Linked DNA regions of Mus musculus: region 1 is linked to region 2. The links are chromatin contacts, called in public HiChIP or PLAC-seq maps. All regions are on one chromosome and are shown on one strand. Each heading gives the region's core, a stretch centred on a gene start, on an enhancer-like site or on the middle of the called end of the contact. The rest is flanking DNA. Distances are from core to core; before and after follow the strand shown. Region 1 has its middle 150 kb from the start of Gm39256. Region 2 overlaps Wwox (WW domain-containing oxidoreductase).

Region 1 (6,969 bases), core at 2,066-4,565, 270 kb after region 2:
GCAATGCTCTTAGAAATATTACACTTGTTTTCAGAGTAAGTGTCAAAATCCTTTTCCAAATGACCTTAATGTCCTCAGCAGAGTGGCTTTGGCTAGCCTTTGGTCTCATTTTCTAATTTCTTCTCATCAGGTTCATAGGCGGTGGCTAGCAGATGTGTCCAGCATGTCATCTAAGCTCCTGCCTTAGGATCTTTGCACATAGTATTCCCTCTGATGCTCACAGCTCTACACCTGTAGGCTGCCATAGCTGGACTTTCTTTGGCCTCCCATGTGTGACCTCTAATCACTGCCCTCCTGCGTCCATGTCTTCAGATGACACCTAACTTTTTTATACATGCTGGTGTTTGGTTGATAGTTTTTTGTCCTACTAAAAAGCACCTAGGTGAGAGTTTCTTGTACTTTGTTTGCTGGTGTGGTCAGCCCCTGGAACAGTGTTGCTCACACAGAGCTGCTTAGGAAGCCATTGTTGGACAGATGAGCTATCTTCCCTTCATCCACTCCTGCTCACGGGAGGCAAAGCAAAGAGACCTTGCAGATGTTGTTTGAATTCTTGCAGCTAAGCATCAGGCAAGGTATGTTCATAAATTCATCCACCAAGGACATCTGGATTAGTCTTTGCACGCCAGGGGCTAGATTACAACATGGACAAGTGGGCTCTTAGTGTGGAGCTCACATTTCAATTCCCCTGTCCAGTGCTCTCAGTCAGGCATCCCAGAATTCCCCATTTTCCAACCCCATCTCTCTGATTTCTATGTTAAGACAGACATTCTTGTACCCAGAAAACAAATTATGATCTCCTTGAAGGCAGGAGAGTGCTCAGACTTCACAAATTCTTAGGGAAGAGATATGGACTCCTGGGTAGTTAGCTTGTGGGTATGTTTGCAAATGATTCTCTTTAATTCCTCCTCCTTCAAGCTCCCCCGCAGCTTCCCTTCCATTCTGGTTATCCATCATTGCAGCTTCAAATGACCATAATTTTATTGCAAAATTCAGTTTTAAGGCAAGGGATCAAGACAGGGCTCGGACGAACTGGTGTTCTGCTTCATATAGTTAAACTCCAGGAACTCCAATAATCTAAAACCCGAGAGACTGAATAGATGGGATTTTGGAGAAACTACAGCATGGCTCCTCCCTCACGTTTGGGTAGACTGGTGATATGATGGTTAATATTGTCAACTTGACAGGATCCGGAACCATAAAGAGGGAGACTCTGGGTGTGTCTGTGAGGGATTTTATTTTATTTTATTCTATTTTATTTTTACATTAGGTTAATTGAGGAGGAAAGACTACTCTTCAGTGTAGGCAGTGCTATCCCATGGTCTGGGATCTTCCGATGCATAAATAGGTGAGCACCAGGGTTCATCTCTCTCTGCTTCGTGGCAGTGGATGTCATGTGACCAGCTGCCTCAAATTCCTGCTGCCATGCCTTGCCGGCCATGATGGATTTCATCAATTGTGAGCCAAAATAAACCATTCCTTGTTCTCCTAAGTTGGACGCTGTGTCACGGAGACTAGAAAGGTAACGAGTACAGCTGACCAAGAAGAAGCCCAGTGTCATAGCAGAAGGGGTTACCCTTCTCCCACACATTTCCTTTCTCCGTGCCAGTTCTCAGCTGGGCTGTGGTGACTCCCCACCTGACTCATCTCAAATCGTGAATCCGTTCTGGAAGAACAGATATTTGAGGCCCAAGGCTCAGCCTCAGTAAAGCAATAAGTAAAAAGAGAAGTGAGATTCCGCAAATGTCAAGCCACCAGTTCCTCAGCGGTGGCCTCCACCGCCTGAGATCTCTCCTGACCTCTTGGATCTGCTAACTTATTGCTCCCCACTGGAAAATGGCACAGGAGTGACTCAACCAAAGACCTAAATAAAATGCTGAGATGAGAGGAACCAGTCTCATCCACTTGACTTGTTACTGGGTCAGCATCAGGAGGCATAGGAGGACTCTTCTAGAAGTTTCTTTCCCCAGGGGCTCACCTGGCAAGAGTGTATTTGGGAAGTTTCCACAAGGGAAAAGAGCGGTGTATTGACTTTCCATTTGGCTGGGGGCATCTGGGGATGGAACCAACATTGAGAACTCCTGTGGTCTTAAGCCCTTCTTTGGGATGCGATGGGAGATTATCTGTTAATAGCATCTGTGGGCTACAGTGGATGAGCAACGCTGGTGTCAGAGACCATCAGGAGCCCCTTGAGAGCCCAAGAGGTGAGGCGGTCTGTGTGTGGTAGGGGAAGTCCTCTGGCTATGTGATGTCTAGACATACTGAAGCCCTGCCTCCATCTTGTCTTGTCAGGCTTCTGCTTGCTCAAAGACAACAGTGTATCTATCATCCCTGAACACTTGAGCATCTGTAATGAGAAGAGCTGAAACAAGATGCAGAAAGGCGGGCTCCCTTCTGCCCCTATCTCTTGACCCAAGGTTTTAGCTTCTATCTCACATTCAACCCAACAAAGAGTTCTTTCAAGGCAAAAACCAAATCTTTTCTTTCCTTCACCTCACTGGCTCTCTCTCATCTATCTGCTTGGGTGGTAAAACAAGCCCCGTGATAAATCTTCTGTCAAGTCCCTTCCCTCTGCCCTCCCTCCCCAAACTTCCCTTTGGAGTGGCTGCACTTTTCTATCTTCAGCATAGTCACCTCACCACACATTTTTGTCACTCTTTCAGTCAGGCCTTCCACAACACTGGGCATCCATCACCATGCTTTTACTGTGAATCTCATGATGTAGCTAAGAACCCAGGCAGAGTTCAGCTGGATGAGTGTTCTGCTCTGTAGAGGGTGAATTAAGCTCCTTTTTGGGGCTGCTTGCTGAAGAACCTGAGCTGGCATTGCTGCTTTTTGTCTAGAGCTTAGTTTGGAGACTCTAAGTACACATTAGTCTCCGATTTTGGTGACTTGGTGAGGTGACCTAGAGATCTGTCATCAGATTGAATAGGTAACTAGAGTGCCACTGTATGACCTGTCCTTTGCATAGGGATTAAGGCACCCATAAAGAATGCTTCAAAGTAGGAAGTAGTGGACGAGGTGAGAGCCTGATAGGTCAAGTGCTTCCCTTGCAAATATGAGGACCCCAGATCAATATCTAGACTGATGCATTCAAAGCCAAGGATGGTGACATGAACTTATGATGCCAGCACTGAGAAGATGAAGGCAGGCCGATCCCTGGGCTCCCTAGCCACCCAGCCTAGTCTACCTGGTGAACATCAGGCCAATGGGACATTCTATCTCAAAGAACAAAATGACTGTTGGCTCCAGAGGAGTCATACCTAAGGTTGTCACTTGGCTTCTGGGTGCACATGTACATGTTCTCAGAAAAAAAAAATGTCACTTTCTAGCCACCCAACCCATGTCTTGTGACCTAGCCCTGGCTGCCTTCACCACTTTTCCTCCCACATCACTCTCTAGCCACACCAGACTTCTTCCTGTTCCACAAACACACAAAACCCTCTCTTCTCAACCTTAGAAGCATCCTGCTATCCTTCTGCCGGAATTGCCTCTCCTTAAAACTGTCTCCAGCTTGCCTCTTAAGCTGAGTATCCTCAGTTGCATATTCTCCCAATGGGCTTTATGCCTGTCCCTCGTAATATATATCGGTGGAAAGAAATCATTTATCCCCCACCCTAAGTGCAAAACCAGCGTCAGTCTATCATTTCCTCGTTACTGAGATGTTTGGTTTGCCCTCTGGGTTCCAGATGGCCTTGTTGTTGTTTAGAAAGTGGTCATCTCTGACAGCCCTGGTCAGGTCACAGAATCAGCCGTGCATTGCTCCTTATGGGGAGGGCACAGAGCAAAGCAACTCAGGGAATATAGGAGCAAACACACACCAGCAAGATTTTTTAATAATAGATGTTAAAAAATGAATCAAAACAAGGCAGCTATCCCCACCAAACAGGGCTAAGTGTAATGTCTATCATGGGCTATGATATATGTCTGCTTGGAGACCGACTCGACAAAAGGCCAAATTTTCTTAAAAGCATGTTAAAATATTAATAGCTATCTGAAACAGTTTTCTTGCAACTGCTGCCAGTCTTTGGAAAGATGACATCAGACTGGAAAGAACTAGGAGACGTGGTAATGTCTTGGCTGTGGTGACCTACTGGGGTACCATACCATCAGCTGCAGAGGGGCAGGCTGTGGTCCGGTGGGGGAGGCCCCAGCAGGTTCCAGCTGTGTGAATCACAGTCGCTAAGAAAGTTCATATTGGTCCCCACTTACTGTGATTCACTCCCTCACCGTTCAGAGCTGTACCAAGGCTTATTTGGTTTGATTCCAATCTTCCCCCCGGCCTCTCCTCCTGTCTGGCCCCTCTCTACTTCATGTCCACTGATTTTCTTAGCAGACTCGCATATCCACCCCCTTCCCTCATTCTTCTTCCTAAGCTGTACTTTCCTCTCGTTCATACTGATTGTCAGCCTGACAATATCTAGGGTGACCAAAGAAACAGATTTCTGGGTATGTCTGTGAGCGATTACCTCAATTTACCTAACCTATTAGGTTAACTGAATTGGGAAGACACTCCCTGAATGTGGATGGCTGCATCCTATGGGCTAGGGTCCTGGGCTAAATACAAAGCTCACAGAAGGTGAGCTGGGCCCTGTGTTCATGGCTCTCTGCTTTGCTTCCCGAATGTGGATGCAAAGTACCCAGCTACCTCATGCCCCTGCTTCCCTGCCTTCCCCGCTATGCTGACTGTGTCCTTGACCCAAAATAAATCCCTCCCGCTTTAAGCTGTTTATGCCGTGTGCCTTGTCATGGCAACAAAATAAGTAAGCAACACACTTCCTTATTCATCTCCTACTGTGTAAGTCTTTATTGGAGAGTTTTTCACAGTACAATATCCCTGTACATTCCTGTGAGATGTACACAGTACTGGCAGATATGTGTATTATAGTTAGGACCCATAAGATGCTTTCCACAATGGTAGACTCTAATATACACAATGGGTTCTTGGTGACAGTGGCCTGTCAGTTATAACAAATGTGCCACGCTAGTGGAGGATATTAGTGAGGGAGGCTGTGCTTGTGTAAGATGGTGTCTTTATTACTTTTCTGTTGCTCTGAAAGGACACCATGACCAAAGCAACTTACATATTTAAAAAGGCATTTAATTTGGAACTTGTGGTTCTAGGACATAGTAGAGTCAATGACCATCATGGCAAGGGAACATGGCAGCAGGCAGGCAGCAGGCAGGCAGAGGCTTGGGCAGTATCTGAGAGCACAAGTGTTGACATGATTACCATGAGGCAGGAAGGGGAGAGGTTGAGAAGGGGAGAGTATTAACTGACATGTTATGAGCTTGTGTAACCTCAAAGCCAACCCCCGGGGATACAATTCTTCCAAGAATGCCACACCTCCTAGTCCTTCTCAAACAGTTCTGCCAACTAGGGATCAAGAATTAAAACATGAGTCTCCGGAGGCCATTCACGTTCACTGATCCCAAGTTGTGAGGGGTCTGCTTCCCACTCAACTTTATTGTAAACCTAATTGTGTTCAAATAAAGTCTGTCAAGGTCTATTTTCTCTAAAGAAGCATGTGGAACTTCCATAGCCTCCGTGGTACTCACCCTATTGGTCCCCTCAGATAGGGAGGATCTGGGTATCTCTGACCCCTCTTATAAACTCTTAGAAGATTGAGGTCCTTCCCCCTTAATCATTGCATTTACAGTACTTTGCAGAATAAGGAGCCAATAAACAAATCTAAAAAAATCTAACTATTGAACCAGGAGATGTTTGTGAGCCTGAGAGGTCAGCGATCCTTCACTATGTTTTATTATCTTACTGTTTGATACACCCACACGCCTCTGGTCTTTTTTCTTATCTTCTCTACTACAGTGTACCACAAGACGTAGCATCTAGAAGATCCAGCATGGTCTCTGACCTAAGGGTGGAGGACATGCTTTTGGTTACTGAGCCACATCCCTTCTGCTCCCCTGAGAGCTCTTCAATCATCCACTGTCCTGTGCCTTCCCACCAGAGCAGAAATATGAATGCCACTCTTCTCTGCAACTGCCTAAGCCTAGAACCGCACCACATCTCTCGACCGTTGTCCCTTCTCTAGTTTTCCTCTCCAGTCCCTAGAACTCGTGTTACCTTCTGACACCTGGAAGATATAATACAGGAAGGAGACAGAATAAGTTCCTGGTGAGGATTTATGGAAAGAAGAATAATGAATGAATGAATGAATGAATGAATGAATATCAAAGGCAAAGGGATATAGTGGAGTGCAAGAAGTTACGTCTGTTCACCTACAGGCTCTGTGGAATTTACTCCCTTCAACCTCATCCGTCCAAGGCATGGTTGCTTTTACCCAGCCTTCATCTCTTTTTCACTTCCATCTCTGGAGTTTCTCCCTAGAATCAAGGCAATAGCAGCCATAGGCTTCTTCCTTCATCTTAACATCTTTCAAGAGCCCCTTCCGGTGCATCTTTCTCTTGTGACACCTGGTAATATTTCTAAGTTACAAAGCTTCCATTCAGCAAGAATTTATTGATGATGCTATTACAGAACAGCACCGTGAAGGCACGGGGATATAAAGCCTCTTGTGACCTCCCAGGGGAGACAGATGTGTAACCAATGGCAGGTTCCTAGGGGGAAGGGAGTGACAGATTTCATAGAGGAGTGAGCAAGCGGAATGACATGGGAAGCTGCAATAGGTCATTTGTCTTCCCACTCTGCCTCTCTCCCTCCCTTCTCCTGCCTTTCATTATCTCTCATTCACTCCTTTAGACAACCCTGAATGGTAACAAACCAAATAGAGATAGGGTTTGACAGTGGGAGTCAGGTATGAAAATGGAGTTTATCCCCTCAAAACTGACTTCTGCATGTGCATGCTTGTAGGGGACTGACTGCAAGTTTTTTCAGGTCCTCACCTATACACTGGGTATTGGCTGCTACAGGACCTGGAAATTATGTTATTTTATAATCCTTAGCTTACACCCTGGGGCTGAACAAAGCTCCTGGTGATCAGGGAAGGAAAG
Region 2 (6,287 bases), core at 3,773-6,272:
CCCAGGCTTTTCAATATTAAACCGAACCCAGTAATACTTGGGCACCCTGCTGGGCCCAGATGAGAGACTTAAAACCTGTTTTTTTTTGGCCACCTTTGCCCACCTCCTCAATGGACCCAAGTCTCAGCCTCTTTCTGTGCTGACAAATATCAGAATTCTGAGTTTCATCGTGGAACAGGGAACCCAGAGCAAACACAGTGGGGAAAAACTACCGTGGCCAGGGCTGACAATGTGTGGCTGGGTGGGGGTGGGGGGAGCACACAAAAAGCGTGCAGGCATGCTCAGAGACCCGACTTGAATGGTATTTCTGAGAGGAAGCTAAGTAGGGGCTGAAAATGGGCTTTTAAAATACAGCACATAAGGATGCAATTCACAACGACGTCTCCTCTGTAAACACGCAGCTGTGGGGTTTGGGAGGCTCAACGCGCACATACCGACAGCATACAAATTGTCAAATGCTTAAAGTTCCATTATCGCAGGGAGGGCCTTGCCCAGTGTCCTTAAATGGTCCCGGGTTTTTCTTCCCCTTTGAGCCACGAGTTCCGCGTCCCTCACAATTTATTGATGAATATTGCATACCAGAGGTCACATATAATGATTTTCCAGATTCTTTACTTTTAACGTTGCTTGCTTCTAGGATCCTTTAAGGGGGAAAAAAATCAAATCAGATATGGAGGTTGGTCTCCCAAACTCCTGCAGGGACTCTGGGCAAAGACTGTTCACGTACAATATTCTCAGGGGGTGCTGTAGTTAACCTCTGCTCTTCTCCAGTGCCTGTCTCCTGATCCTTTCTCCTAGACCTGTGATCCTTTTGTGTTATGGGTGAGGACATGGTTGCCTGAGGATGGGCGCACATATGTGAGTGCAGAGGTGTGTGCACCATAAGCATGAGCATGTGGATGTGGAGAACCATCTCAGGTCGTACTCCTCACGTGTCATCCACCATTTGCTTTCTGAGGCAGAGTCTCACTCTCCGGGGCCTTGGTAAGTGGGTTAGGCTTTCTGGCCAGCTGTCCCCAGGAATCCGCCTGTCTCTGCCTCTCCAGATCTTGGATTTCCAGCTTCTCCTACCATGCCCAGATGTCTTAGGTAGGTTCTGCTGATGGAACTCAGGCCCTCCAGCTTGCAACCCAGTGTGCTATCATGCGAGCCTCCTTCCCAGCTTCTGGACATGCCTGTTCTTATGATTTCTTTGTGGCCCTTCTGGGAGATGCTCTCACCTGATAGACAGGTCCTTTTCAATACCTACCCAGGGCTCGGGATGAAAACGCAAGTTCCTTCTGGAGCTTTGCGTCTAGACAATTTTTCGTTTTTCAGTCTTCATCTACTGTGAAAGTTTTGGGGTGTAACACTTGTGAGCTGTTAACCTTGGGGCTCCCCACAATGTGAAGAGACCCTTAAACTCCTGGCCCCTGGTCTGACTTTCTCCATATTTGCTGTCTCCATTGTCCCTTGAATTCCACAGGTTGACAAAGTCCTGTGAGTTAGGTTGAACTTTTGTCCCTGGTAAACCTGTCAGCACAGATCTGCTCAGGGTATGTGTGGCTTCTAAATTGCCTGTTGGGTCTCACTACTCGGGATGGAGACTATGGCCATGTTTTATAGGGGTGGTGATGCCAGTGTGGATGAACTTGGACGTCCCATGAATGACATCCTCTGAACAGTGCCCAAAGCTCCAGTTTTAACCTTAACCACATAGAAACATGTATTCCCTTATCCTATCCAATATCATGGAGGATGAATTCCCTGGAAGAAGGGAATTGCATCCCTGAGAAGCAAATTTTACCTGAGTGTGGTTGCTCATATATGGAAGCCCAGCACCTGGAAAGCTGAGGGAGACTGTTGTGAGCTTAAGAACAACTTGGGCTATGTAGTACACGTCAGGTTAGCCAGAGCGACATAGCAAGACCCTGCCTCAACAACCTCAACAACAACAACAACAACCTAAACAGACAAATCAACCAACCAACCAACCAACCAGACAGAAAACAAGACCAATCAAACAAACAAACAAATAATAATAATAATAATAATAATAAACCCCCAAGATCTTGAGAAATAACTCAGCACTTGCTGCTCTTTCAGGGGACCATCCATCCATCCACTCATGCATTCATCTACTCATCTATCCCATCCATACATGGATCCATCCATCCATCCATCCATCCATCCATCCACTCATCCATCTATCCACTCATGCATTCATATACTCATCTATCCCATCCATCCATGGATCCATCCATGGATCCATCCATCCATCCATCCATCCATCCACTCATCCATCTATCCAACCATCCACCTATTCATCTATCCCATCTATCCATCCATCCATCCATCCACCCACCCATCCACCACAGAATACTCTCCCCTGTGACATTTGGAGCCAGTCTTCCCTTCGAGTTGGTTGCCCCTTCCCCAGCTATTCTTTTGGACTGGTTCTCATTATCCCGGTTTCCCCTTATAAGCTGGTGCCATACTCTGTAACCCTCAGAGATCTTTAAACACTTGGCCTTGACTTTTCATTCACTCATCCTTTCCCTGTCCACCACCTAACTCACTTTCTTACCCTGTGACACTTTATACATCTGACGACAGTCACAGTTATTAGGGCACATTTATGTCTAACCCAGTCTTTGCAACTGGGAACTATACCATTATTTTACAGACACTGCAAATTCTTCAAACACCTGTCTTTGGAATGAGGGAGCAGCGCTTAACCACCAATGTTATTGAAACATATGCCTCTCTGGGCACAGCTTTACCCCTTTGAGTGGATGTAGAAAATTTGGCAGACGAAAAATAAGCAAATTGATCCTCAAGCTGTCCCTTCTACCACCTGGGATATTGATTGAGTTAAGATACCTGATTTGATTTCTCCCACAGATATAGGTTGAGTATTTATTCTTGACCATGCCAAGCCCTGAGATTACAACAAGGATTGAAATATGAAAGCCATTGCCCTTGTGGGCTTTAGTGTCTGCAACCGCTAGAAACTTTTCAAGTGAACCCAACTAAAACAGCCTGTGGAGACAGAGAAGACTGGGATATTATGCTAAATCAGTGTTTGGTGATGGGAGGTCCCATGCAGTCCATAACAAAGTGGCTCGTCCCCCTGGTCACTCTTAGCATAGGATACTGACTTTGCATGCTGCTATTTATGATTTTGCCATTCATAACAGCATACAGAGTATCATGGACTCCAAACTCCAAATTCTTATGAGAGGCTCAGAAAGGATGAGTAGAGTCCCCCATGTATACCTTGATCAAGTTTTCTGTGTCAGAAGACAGAATTTTCTTAGATGATTCTAGTTTTTATTTTAAGAGAAAGAGAACAGATTTCCTAAAATTAGGTGGCATCATTAATTCCTTTTAATTAAGGTAATTTATTTGAGCCTGATCTAATGAATGACACATGCCTACAGCACCAGCAATGCAGAGGCTGAAGTAAGTGGATCCCTAGACTAGATAATCATACCCTATGTTAAAACCAAAAGAAAACAAACAATAAAATTAATAATTTCCTTTTCAAATGAGCTCTTCTTATATAGTCATTATACAGTAGTGAAAAAGGTTGTTGTGTTTACAAATATACATACACACAGACACACACACATAAACTGACACAGAGATGTGGATCCTAACACACACCTACAAACACACAGAACAAACACATGGACACAGACATATACAGAAACACTCAGACATACACCACAGACAGACGCACAAACACAGAAACTCACACAGAGGCGTGAATACTATCATATGTAGGTATACAAGGACACAGGCACAGACACATAGACACTGACATACATAGACACACCCACAGACATACACCACACACACACACACACACACACACACACACACACACACACACACACCACTCACATTTTTTCAGCCTTCTAGATTTGCAACAACTTTATCGCAGGAGCTCTTGGTACACATTCCAGGGGCCGTGGTTCCCAAGTGCTCTGGGAGGAAGAAGACCCAGAGGAGTACTGGGCAGAAACTTCCTGCTCTCTCTAAGGTGATTATTGAAAAGCTGCTTCTTGTGGTCATTTCTACAGTGGTGTGGCCTAGGGAGGTGGATCTTATATTCTGGAATCATTCCCAACTTTCCCGTCAGCGATATGAAGCTAGACAAAAATTGTAATCACCCTGTCCCTTGGTTTCTTCAATGGGCCAGGCTTCTCACACTGCAGTCCATGTAAATGGGGGGGGGGCATATTAATGGATAGATAGCTCAGAAACCCAAGGAGCTGGGAATGTCTTAGTTGGTAGAGTACTTGCCTGACATGCCCTGGGCTCATCTCGAGCACTGCATGAGCTAGGCAAGACTATGCTTGCCCCTTAATCCTAGCACTTGGGAGGTGGAAGCAGAAAGATCGGGAGTTCAAGGGCATCTTTGGTTTCACAGGACGTATAAGGCCGGCTTAGGTTACTTAAGGCCCTTGCTTAAAACGAGAAAGAAAAAGAGGAACACAAGAAATGGAGGAGAGAATGAGAATGAGGAAAGAAAGAACAAAGGAAGGAAGGAAGGCAGGCAGTTTAGACGGACAGGCAGATAACAATTACCAGGAAGCTAAGCCCGCCTCCCCTCCCGCCCCGCCAATGCAGGCCATATAAGACACAGAGCTGCCTTGCCCAGTAGGTTCTCATGTCATCTATCTGCCTCTGGTCTAAGGCTGACACTTTGCTCTACATGAGTGACAAAGCAGATTGCTTCCTCCCACTCCTGCGGGTTAAGACCCCTTTCCCTACCTCAGTTTCACTCTGACTGGCAACTTCACTCAGAATGAAACATTAGCAAAAAAAAAAAAAAAAAAAAGACTCAAGATGTTGGCTGAACAGCAAAGGGAGAGTCGATACAAGATTCAAAACCGAGCGCCGGGAGACCACTCGTGAGAAATTCCATAAGCACAACGGTGTGGTTTATGTCACAATCGGTCTGTTGAAATGAAGCCGCCGGGGCCAGGTGGAATGCTAGCATTGTCAACTGTAGCCTCAGGCCTCAGAACCTCTTAACTCAGTGTTGGCTGGTGGGTTAAACACCGGGGAGCTTATGACACATCTGCTTCCCTGACAGGCATCTGAAAAAGGGAAAAAAATTGAGCACAATTGAAAGCAACATGAAAGTCAGTTTGCTTCAGCCCCGTGTCTGCTGCTGACAAGGGGTAGCATCCCCGCTGTAGCGTAGAGACAATACCAAGTGCATGGATTTGATCTGAGAGCTAAACGGGGAAGGGTGAGACCCTGGCACAGGACTGGGGCAAGCAGGTGCTTAGCAATGGAGACTTCTTGGGGGCATTTTCTAGACCTGTGGAAGGGTTGAAAATAGACCAAAGAAGCAGTGTGCCTGGCCCCTGGCCAATCTTCATAGGATTCGTAGGTATAGAGCAGATACCTCCTGCATGAACTATGACCAGCCAGCCAGGGCTTTGGATCTTAACACATTTAGCCCCCCCTGCATAGGCCATTTCAGACGGGCAGCTTGGTCTTTAGGATGTCGCTAAGTGTTGCCCACCGTACACATAAATGATAGCAGAGGTGCACACCGAGTTCAGGGAGGGTCTCCTTTAAGGAGTTCAGGGGGACAAGATGAAGCTTGTCTAATTCTGAACTCTGTATGGGAGAGCTGCGAGTGACCTCCCCTGTCACTTTTAGTTAAGACAGGGCGTTGGAATTCTGGCCTTCGCCATTTGGCTCTTCTCACCTCGGTTATAAGCTTAGACGATATAAAGTGAAGGAAGAGCTCCAACATATTAGGGCCTCCATAATCGAATCTTCCTGGTCACTCTGGCTACCATCAAACACTACAGCGTTCCTATTTCAGAACACAGGGTAGAGATACCTCCTAACTCCGCTTAATAACGGGGAATTGTGTGATTTGGTTCACCCAATAGAATCCGACCAACAGTCACATATTTCATGTCCAGGAGGAAAGAATTTGAGAGTCACTGTGAGCCCTACCTCACCCTCCTTTTGTGGCCCCAGAATCCAGAAATGTGCTGTCCACGTGAGTCTTGCCCTTTCCCTTCCGAGTCCCTGTGTTGACCATGGTCACCTGAGTTTCCCTGCCAGCCTTCCTACTGACTGTGGGGGAAATGAGCCTTTGTTGCCAGTTGCTGAGATTTCAGAGGCATTTGCTCCTGCAATAGGACCCAGCCTCTCTTGCCATAAAACTTTACACTGCATTGTTTTATTCGTCTGCTTATGTGTGATTATGACTCCAACCTCCTTCCAAATGTGTTACAAACTCTAATGCATGATGAGGCAATTAAGTTCCA

The links. HiChIP or PLAC-seq counts read pairs in DNA pulled down with a chosen protein or histone mark.
Region 1: a BATF HiChIP or PLAC-seq map of CD8 T cells shows a contact between it and region 2, with 12 read pairs. The contact joins two enhancer-like sites. A contact is called at or near these places in 3 of 115 datasets of contacts at active chromatin or transcription factors (CD8 T cells, bone marrow-derived macrophages and memory CD8 T cells).

The regions. Positions count from the first base shown.
Region 1 is chr8:115,492,851-115,499,819 of GRCm38.p6, forward strand. No RefSeq gene overlaps it. Among named protein-coding and RNA genes, the nearest start is that of Gm39256, 150 kb to the right of the region's middle. Within about 2 kb of position 3,316, at least 19 of the 459 cell types and tissues checked have an H3K27ac peak or open chromatin away from gene starts, as enhancers often do. A contact at or near this core is called in CD8 T cells, where this site is marked.
Region 2 is chr8:115,222,404-115,228,690 of GRCm38.p6, forward strand. All of the region lies in intron 8 of Wwox (WW domain-containing oxidoreductase), which reads left to right. Among named protein-coding and RNA genes, the nearest start is that of Gm39257, 260 kb to the left of the region's middle. Within about 2 kb of position 5,023, at least 36 of the 459 cell types and tissues checked have an H3K27ac peak or open chromatin away from gene starts, as enhancers often do. A contact at or near this core is called in CD8 T cells, where this site is marked.